Regions from separate parts of the Mus musculus genome. Here regions 1 and 3 are each linked to region 2. Evidence: chromatin contacts called from public Hi-C and promoter capture Hi-C data. All regions are on one chromosome and are shown on one strand. The core of a region is the stretch at or near the end of the contact, and the rest is flanking DNA. Distances in the headings are between cores, read along the strand shown. Region 1 overlaps Smox (spermine oxidase). Region 2 holds the start of Ap5s1 (adaptor-related protein 5 complex, sigma 1 subunit). Region 3 holds the start of Smox (spermine oxidase).

Evidence for each region. Promoter capture Hi-C pulls out the DNA fragments that hold promoters and counts their contacts. Hi-C and Micro-C count contacts between places; a contact is called where the count stands out from the background.
Region 1: a contact with region 2 is called in a Hi-C map of bone marrow-derived macrophages, with 18 read pairs. The contact joins the enhancer-like site here to the promoter of Ap5s1 in region 2. A contact is called at or near these places in 3 of 39 promoter capture datasets (the HPC-7 cell line, cranial neural crest and hippocampal neurons), 4 of 484 Hi-C or Micro-C datasets (LSK cells, bone marrow-derived macrophages, palatal mesenchyme and 1 more), 12 of 115 datasets of contacts at active chromatin or transcription factors (astrocytes, bone marrow-derived macrophages, embryonic forebrain and 8 more) and 2 of 9 other capture datasets (adipose tissue and liver).
Region 3: a contact with region 2 is called in a promoter capture Hi-C map of fetal liver, with 6 times the contacts expected there. The contact joins the promoter of Smox here to the promoter of Ap5s1 in region 2. A contact is called at or near these places in 10 of 39 promoter capture datasets (the 3T3-L1 cell line, 3T3-L1-derived adipocytes, cranial neural crest and 7 more), 2 of 484 Hi-C or Micro-C datasets (LSK cells and embryonic stem cells), 11 of 115 datasets of contacts at active chromatin or transcription factors (bone marrow-derived macrophages, embryonic forebrain, embryonic limb bud and 7 more) and 2 of 9 other capture datasets (adipose tissue and liver).

Annotation. Positions count from the first base shown.
Region 1 is chr2:131,516,415-131,519,114 of GRCm38.p6, forward strand. It overlaps Smox (spermine oxidase), which reads left to right. Exons shown (of 7, transcript NM_145533.2): 3 at 1-29. Among named protein-coding and RNA genes, the nearest start is that of Gm30732, 8.2 kb to the right of the region's middle. Within about 2 kb of position 1,332, at least 14 of the 459 cell types and tissues checked have an H3K27ac peak or open chromatin away from gene starts, as enhancers often do. A contact at or near this core is called in bone marrow-derived macrophages and microglia, where this site is marked.
Region 2 is chr2:131,209,028-131,211,777 of GRCm38.p6, forward strand. Ap5s1 (adaptor-related protein 5 complex, sigma 1 subunit) reads left to right here and starts at 1,333. Exons shown (of 3, transcript NM_001291031.1): 1 at 1,333-1,654; 2 at 2,236-2,446. The coding sequence starts at 2,271.
Region 3 is chr2:131,490,324-131,493,171 of GRCm38.p6, forward strand. It overlaps Smox (spermine oxidase), which reads left to right and starts at 1,539. Exons shown (of 7, transcript NM_145533.2): 1 at 1,539-1,713. Gm30679 reads right to left here and starts at 1,953. Exons shown (of 2, transcript XM_030252306.1): 1 at 1,245-1,953. The coding sequence starts at 1,851.

The sequences.
Region 1 (2,700 bases), core at 82-2,581, 310 kb after region 2:
TTGAGGAATTCAGCGATTTATACAACGAGGTAAGGGGGCCGTCAGGACAGTGTGGGGACTCGTGGATGTTCTGAGTGAGCATCGGGACAGTGTGGGAATGCATGGATGTGCTGAGCATCAGGACGGTGTGAGGACTCGTGGACGTGCTGAGTGAGCATCAGGACAGTGTGGGGATTCATGGACGTCCTGAGCTAGGCAAAACACTGATTTCCTCAGAAAGTCCATGAATGTCATTTGCTAGACTCTACTAAGTGTTTGGGTTGTGGTAATTGTTGCCACTATGTTTTTGTTTTTATAGATACTGAAACATTTTCTAGTTGTTCCTAGTTTACAGCAATAGAGTCTCAAATCCCTGGTGGTTATTTTAGATAATTTGTTAATTTAGTTAATTCGTTTAGCTAATTCATTTACTTATTTCGTTAATAACATATCTATTGGCATTCTAATAATATTTTTGGAATTACACGTAACCAGCATCATTCAGGAGACCCTTTTGTACTGATGGGGATGTTTCAGATCTGAACCGTTTAGTATGGTAACTCCTAGCTACTCAGAGTTTTTGAGTAGTTGAACTGTAGCTAGTGAAACTATGCAGGAACTGATATTAAATTCCGAATGGCTACAGGTATGTAGTGGTTACTATAGTGAGAGTCCAGCCGCAGAGTACTGATTATTCGTATTACATTGGTTAGTATTGCAAATCTATTTTAGATAGAAGTAGCAATTCTGTGCATCATTGAAGTATCCAAGCCTCAAAAAAAAAAAAAACAAACCATCAGCGTTCTTAGTATCTCTCAGTAGCACTGTAAATTGCACTGAAGAGCTGAGTAAAAAAACAGCAGGTCTCACTGTTGTGACGACCCCACTCCCGGTCAGTAAATGGACTGCTAAGCACTCATTGTACACTCGCCAGTCTCCTGCTTCGTGGCGCTCCCTGGTCTGTGGAGGACCTGCACACTCTGTTCTCTCTATGGACCAACAAGTTATGTGGGTGCAGTTCCATGTTTTTACTCACATACAAAGGGCAGATAGTAACCTGCGTTTTTCAAAGTAGACCTTACTGGCCTACGTGCTGACTCCTGAACGTGCTTTAAGCATAAATACTTAGGTTTTCATTTTTTAATTATTATTTTTAGATAGGTCTCATTATAGCTCATCCTGGCCTTAAATTTGCTATGTAGCCAAGGCTGGCCTTGAAGTCCTGATTATTTTTTTCTTCGCCTTCCAAGTGCTGGGACTGCAGATGTGTGCCACCATGCCTGGCTATGTGGCTACTTCCTGAGAATGACCCTCAGTGGCTGTGACTTGTTCTACTTCCTGTTGGTCAGTTTCACTTCTGAAAGCCAAGAGAGGGGGCTGTGGAAAAAAAAATGGACAAGGTAGTTATGGAACGGCAGTGCTGCCTAGTGTCTGAAGGAAGAACTATCGGCCAAGATTTCCTTGTGTGGCTTTTGGTCAATGCTGGCGACCATTCTAAGTTGCCAGGTGAAGCCATGCCTAAAGGTAGCTTTATATAAATGTTTCCAACAAAGATGGCTCTGAAGGGCCATTCCTATGGGTGTGTGTGTGTGTGTGAGGACAACGTTGTTCCACCTTACATTTCGAGGCAAAGTCCCGTAGTGGTTTTGAAGCTCAGTATCCCGGCTGGAAGAGCTGGTGGGTGAACCCTCTGGCTCTGCCTGACTCCAGCCGCCCAGGGCTAGGTTTGCAGTTGTGCTGGGGATCGGAACTGAGGTCCTCAGGCTTAAGCAGGAACTGCTCTACTTGCTGGGCCATTTTCCCTGTCCTGGTTGGTTGGTTTTCTCTCAGTGCTGACCGAGTCCAGGGTCTTGTCTGCGCTAGACTGGTGCTGTACCGCTGAACTGTAGCCCTAGCCTTAGACAGAGACCATTGAACACTTAAGCTGTAGGACCTCCTGGACCCCCAGTTTTCCCATCTGTAAAATGTACATGGCTGTGTTTACTTCCGAGTGTTCCAAGGATTGTAATCCCAATGAAAAGTATTTAAGAATCGGTGTAGTGGTCATAGGCCTGTGCCCCACACCCTCCTTTCATGTCTGGGAGGAGACTGTACCCACAAGATAGTCCTAGTTGGTGATGGCTACATTTGTTACTCCTCTGTAGGAACCTATGGTCTTCAATGGTTACTATGTTGCTTATCTTATAGGGGGAAACCAGGGAGGAGAAGGAGAGTCCCTAGCTTGAGTTCCTGGCAGTGATCGTGCAGGAGGAGTTTGCTGAGGCTCCAGCTTTTGCTGACCACCCAGCATCTTGTGATTGTAGGCAGGACAAGCTAACAGTTTCACATATCTCCTTCTCTATAATTTATGCTGCAGAGGCATCTTTACTTCATGTGCCGGTCTCATGTGGAGGCTTCTGTCCTGTGGAACAGTGGGGGTGGTGTGTGGTACTGTAGCCACCTTTCACTCTGGCCCCACAGCTTTTCCTGGGGGCTGCTGTGCAGAGCAGACATCTTTCCCATGGATGCGTGCTGACCAAATAGAGACTGTTTAAGGAAGGAGATAACGGCTAATCAGCCTGGCCACAAGTGATCAGCCACAGGCTATCAGCTGAGAAGCTCTCTGCTGTAGTCCCAGAAGTGACAGCAGTGGGAGGGGCTCATGCTGCTCTCCCGTTCTCACATGGTGTCAGGGCCTTGACATAGTGGCTAGCCTTCCTGCCCTGGCACTTGCCTACCTTC
Region 2 (2,750 bases), core at 83-2,582:
GAAAGAAAGAGAGAGAGAGAGAGAGAGAGAGAGAGAGAGAGAGAGAGAGAGAGAGAGAGAGAGAGAGGAAGAAGGAAGAATTCAAAGTAAATTATTACTTCAGTGGGTTTGCTAGATGGCCAGGCACATTGCTAACATGAAGTAGACACTGTTAGGCTGGCTGCTTTTGACCATGTCTGAGGTGGCATGCACGCATGTTTCCAGGGACCCAACAGACTCTCTGAAGCAAAGGTCAAAAGAGGCCAATGGCCACAGGGCAAGTATCTCCCAGGGCACACCCACATCAGGTGAGCCCTCCAGTTCTGCCTGCCTCCAGCACTGACCAGGGAAGTCATCTGTTGTACCACCTCTGCCTGGGTCCCCCACTGTCCTCCAGGGTACTGGCTCAGTGCATTCTTCTCCCCACATCCCACACAAGATTAGTAGTTTCCAGTGGTTTTGGGACTTGATATGGACTGTCTGAACAGTGAAGAGAGGCCAGGATATCATGCTCTCAATGCCAAGTGGCCCCCCAGCTGCCACAGACCTCTCTGCCAGTTCTTTGCTACAATCTGCTGGCAGACATGAGGCCTGGCCCAGAGTGATAGGGACCGGGGACAAGGAACTTCTGCCAAGAATGGAGCAAACATAACTCCCTAGCTCTCTGATTGAGACACCACTCTGCCTGGACCCATCCTTTTGTATTGCATCTGAGATCGAAACACTCGCAGCATATGCAGTACCAGTCCCCTGAAACTGCCCTAGTTCTTATGGCCTAGAGGGTTCAGGATGCAGTCCTTAATGAGGGGCTTTCTTCAGAACCCCTGCCTGGGCCACTCAAATCTTTCTTTTTGTCCTCAGACACTAGTCAAGTGACTGTAGACCTGCCTTAGAAAGCCTAAGGAATTCCCATGCCTTTCAGAGTTAAAGGAATGTGTGTGTCCCAAACACCTCTTGGGCCATTGGTTCAAATGTAAACTCATGACTGCGTTTCAGCAGGCAGACTTCTGCTCCTGCAATTCGGTCATTACTACTGCACAGAGCTTGGCCTGAGGACAGCCGAGCGGAGGCTTCCTTGGACAGTTCCGCGCACGCCGCCGGGGTCCTCAGCGCCCCCTGGCGGTCGCCCTCGCAGTGGCCAGGCCGCAGCTGATCAAGGGCTTTCTAGCGCCTTCAAAGAAGCTTTCCGTAGCCATGAGCCCTCCAGGGCGCCCCCGCAGCCGAGGGGATCGGCTGGTCAGAAGCGTGTACGTCCTCGGGAAGTCGAGGACCACGCCGGGACCACAGGCCCATGGCTGAACTACAAACCCCAGAGTTCAGCGCGCCGCTGCTGCCCGCGCGAGGCAGTGACGCAACTGGGGCAGATAGTGGGAGGAGGACGTGGTGCCCTGGGGTAATGACGCGCTCAGCTGGCGGCAGAAGGGTGACCAGAGGTCAAAGTCTGCAAATCTAGGTTCCCTTCCTGAAGCGGGCTTGCTAAATTTCCTGTTGGGTAACTTTGAATTCTTGGTCTGTTTAGCTTTAGCTGTGGCTAAACACTGTTTCTCCTCAGCCTTGAGACCGGGGGCTGCCACTCTCGCTTTGCCCAGAGCGGCCAGGCTCTCTCTCTGTGTATCTGTGGCTGACTTGAATTCCTGATTCTCTTGCCTCCGCCTCCCGAGGGTTGGGATTTCAGGTACGTGCCACCACGTCTTTCTTTTTGAAATGATTTCGGTTATCTCGGTAGATCCCTTTGGGTAAGGTTTGCCCCGCTCACTCTGTCCCAGCCGATGTGAATCGGTTGCAGATGCGGCATTTTAGAGGTATTTTCTTGAGTGTTTCCTAAAACAAAGACATGTTCCTGCATTCAAAACCAAGTGTCACTGATGAAGACTCCCCTCTCACACTCCATACTAAAAGTTGTCTCAATGGAGCCCGGTATGGAGGCTGGGTTATTTTGTTCCGGGAGCAGACTTGGCATTCAGCTGTGGTCTCTGATTTTTTTTTTTTTAGTTCTCAGTTTTTCCTGCACTCGCATGACCCGTATGCATTTGGAGATTCCCTGACAGTTTTGCAGAAGTAGGTTTAGCGACATAGGAGATATGTCCAGCTATGGATGGCCCTTGTTCTGTGATGCAGAGCAGGCACTAGATTATTCAGAGGCTAGGCAGATCTAGATGGTGATCGCTGTCTAGCCACACAATCTCTGGACACACTCCCAGGCCACACCCCTCATTAGGGTGCCTCCTTAGCAGGGGATTCACTTTCACCATCTAGGTCTCTGGCTTTCCTGGAGCACCCACCCTGGAGCTATGGTCCACGCTTTCCTCATCCACACTCTGAGGGCCCCGAATTTGGAAGATACAGGCCTTTGCCGAGTGCTCTATTCCTGTGTCTTTGGTGCTGAGAAATCACCCGATGATCCACGGTCACATGGTGCAGAAAGGGACAGGCTCTTCCGCAAGGAACAGATTTTGGCAGTGGCCAGGTAATCACACAGCCCAGCTCCAAGCTTCATTGAACACAGAGGTAGTAATAAGGGACACTGGAATAGGACAGGCAAACAGGAAGACCAAAAATCTGAATGTTTCCCCCAGTTGTCCTCCATTGTTTATAAAGTATCACTATGAAGAGGAGCTAAAGAAAGAATGTTATTATCATGGTAGTTAGTATTTACTGCACTGGGAATATGTTCTGGGAATTGTATGTATGTGTGTGTGTGTGTATATATATATATATATATATATATATATATATATATATATAGTTTGTTTTTTTAAAATCTTTACGGT
Region 3 (2,848 bases), core at 289-2,788, 280 kb after region 2:
GTGGGAAGAGGGACTTCGAGTTTGGTGAAGGACTAGAGCCTTTCTGACAAGAAGAAACTTCACCAGAAATTCATTTGTCCCCTACCCAAATTGGCTCCTAGGTGGTTGGTTCCCTTTGGCTGGGACCATCAGAGCCACTTTTGCAGGGCTACCTCTTTCCAGGCCATATATATATATATATATATATATATATATATATGAATTATATATATAATTCAGTTTTGGGGATTGGCCCCAGAGCCTTGTCTATGTTGAGAAGTGTGTTCTGCTGTTGAGCCACATCTCTACTTCTTGCTTCTTTGAGGCAGGCTTTCACTGTGTGGCTCAGCCTGGCCTTGAAGTTGGTATGTAGCCAAGGCTAGCCTTGAACTCTGTACCCCCCCCCCCCCCACATGGCCTTCTGAGGCTGGGATCACGAGCATGTGATCCACATCCAGGATCTCTCCGGGCTGAACCTACAGCGACCTGTGCTCAGCATTGCCTGGTTCCAGGTTGAAATCAGGGGAGGGCCCCCTCCAGAGACACAGTTCGGAGTAGAGGCTCTGCGGCCACCAGGGGCTTGTATTCCCTCGGACCAAGTGTTGACCTGGTGTAGTACCAGCAAAACATACGAAAAAACAGATTAGGAGGTGCAGAGATGAATAAAAAATAATTTTCTTACTTTTGTGTGTGTGTGTGGAGGGGGAGAGTTGGGGGTGGTTCAAGACAGGATTTCTCTGTTTGACTCTGGCTGTCCTACACTTACTCTGTGGTTCAGACTGGCTTTGAACTCAGAGATCCACCTGCTTCTAGAGGGATTCCGCAGTGGTCCTAAACCTGTGGGTTACTATCCCTTAGGGTTCCAACGACCTTTCATAGGGGTCGCATGTCAGATATTTATTTATGTTTCAATTCATAACAGTAGCAACATTACAGTTACGAAGTAGCAATGAAATAATTTTATGGTTGGGGGGTCACTACAACACGAGGAACTGTGTGTCAGCATTAGGAAGCTGGAGAACCACCAGATTAAAGGCATGTGCCACTATTGCCCGCTAAAAAATAATTGATACCAATTAATTTTTTTTTGAAAAAAGGAAAAAGTGCCACCTAGTATTAACGTTGGCTTTTATTAAAAGTTTGAGGGTTTTACTAGGGAAATACACTTTTTAAAAAGGGCCACTTCAGGACATGGGCTGGGTACTGAGAGGATGTGAGCATTCTTTTCCTTTCACCTGAGGTTCCTGGTTCCCGCCGGCACCCACCTGAGACCTGCAGGACGAGAGACAGTCCAGGACAAGAGGGGCCCTTTCTTCTTTTCAAAAGGGCGGCAGAGTCTGGGTAAACTGAGGTGGGCGCAGCGCTCTGACAGTGCCGGAAGACCTCGTCTGCTTTGCAGGGCGGGGCGTCGCGGGGCTGGCTCTGTTTCTGGGCGGATAGGTGGGTGAGGCGTCCCTTTTGCGAGATAGGGGAGTGCAGGTGGCTGTGCCGCGGGCAACTCCAGGCTGGGTGGCCTCGGGCTCCCCGCCCCCGGTGGGCGGGCCCGGGGCGGAGCACCCAGGCGGGGTGGGCCGGGGACGCGAGGCGGAGCGGGGCCCCCGCACAGGCCCCGGCGGCTGGCTCGGCCCTACGGTCCCGGCGGCGGCTGCAGGAGGAAGCCCAGTGGCTGCGGAGGAGGGGAGGCGGAGAGGCCGAGGCCGCTCGCGAAGACGCTCCCGGGCTCCGCAAGGAAAGGTACCGTGCGGCCTCCCCGACCCGGGCTCGGACAGCCACCGAGCCTCGTAGGCAAGGGGCTCCCGATGGAGGCCGGCGGCGGGCGGTGGGCAGAAGAGGCTGCCCGGGCTGGCCGCGACCCCGGGGTCCGGGCCGCATCCTCCGGACGCCCAGCGCGGCGGCGCAGACAAAGCCGGCGAGGCACTCGGTCGGCCCGGAGGGTGTGCGCTGTGGAGGGGAGGGAACACAGCTTGCGGCGGCGGCGGCGGCGGCGGCGGCCCGGCGTCTGCCGGTCTCCTTGGGACAGCTGGAGGAGTGGGGAGCCGCTCTCCCGCGGGTTGCCCCGGGGCTCACAGGCTGCCCGGCTTGGCCGGAGCCAGGCTGACGAAGGGAAGGGAGCAAGTCGCTTCGCCGGGAAGGGGTGCCGAGGCCGGCCGCCGGCTTGGAGGTGGCGCGGCTGTGGAGCAGGTGAGCGGTGCGCGGACCTTTTGGGTCTTGCACCTGAGCAAACCGCGCCGTGGCTGGCCCTTTCGTGAGCCGTGCCCACAGGTTGTTGGAGGAGCCAACTGATAGTGGCACAGCACCGTCCCGCCTGGGGTCCACTTGGCCGAGCTTGTGGGGGAAACAGCAGGTGCTGAGTGGAGGTCACCCAGGCTGGGGGTAAAGAGAAGGTCAAGAAAGTGTTTGAATGGCCCTCATTTATTTGTGTTCTGCTACCTCTGTCCCTTTCCTCTTACAGAGGAAGGAGCATTACAGGGCTTGAAGGGCCGCGCTTCCTCCTGGGCCCTGTGACCATCCCTTTAGATGTCCCTGGCATTTCTTACCCAGCAGGTTTTGAGAACAGTCTTTGTCCGCCCTCGTCATTTCACAGTCTCCCTGTTTGGCTTTGAACCTCATCCCCCGTCAGCCAGGCACCCAATTCCCATCACAAGGATCTCCTCGGAAGTTCTGACTTTAAGCAGTGCCCCTAAGAAGCAGGCACCCTTTCCTTCTGCAGTCCATCCAGGGCCGCTCTAGCAGGTTTTGCTTGCCTTGCAGTGTCTTTAGAAAGCTCTGTCCTAGAGTTGTATCTTTCCCTGGGTGCCCCAGTTCCTCCCTTCTACCAGCCTGCCCTAGCCTGTCCCCTTCCCCTTAGTTTTGCTGTTAAATGCTTGAG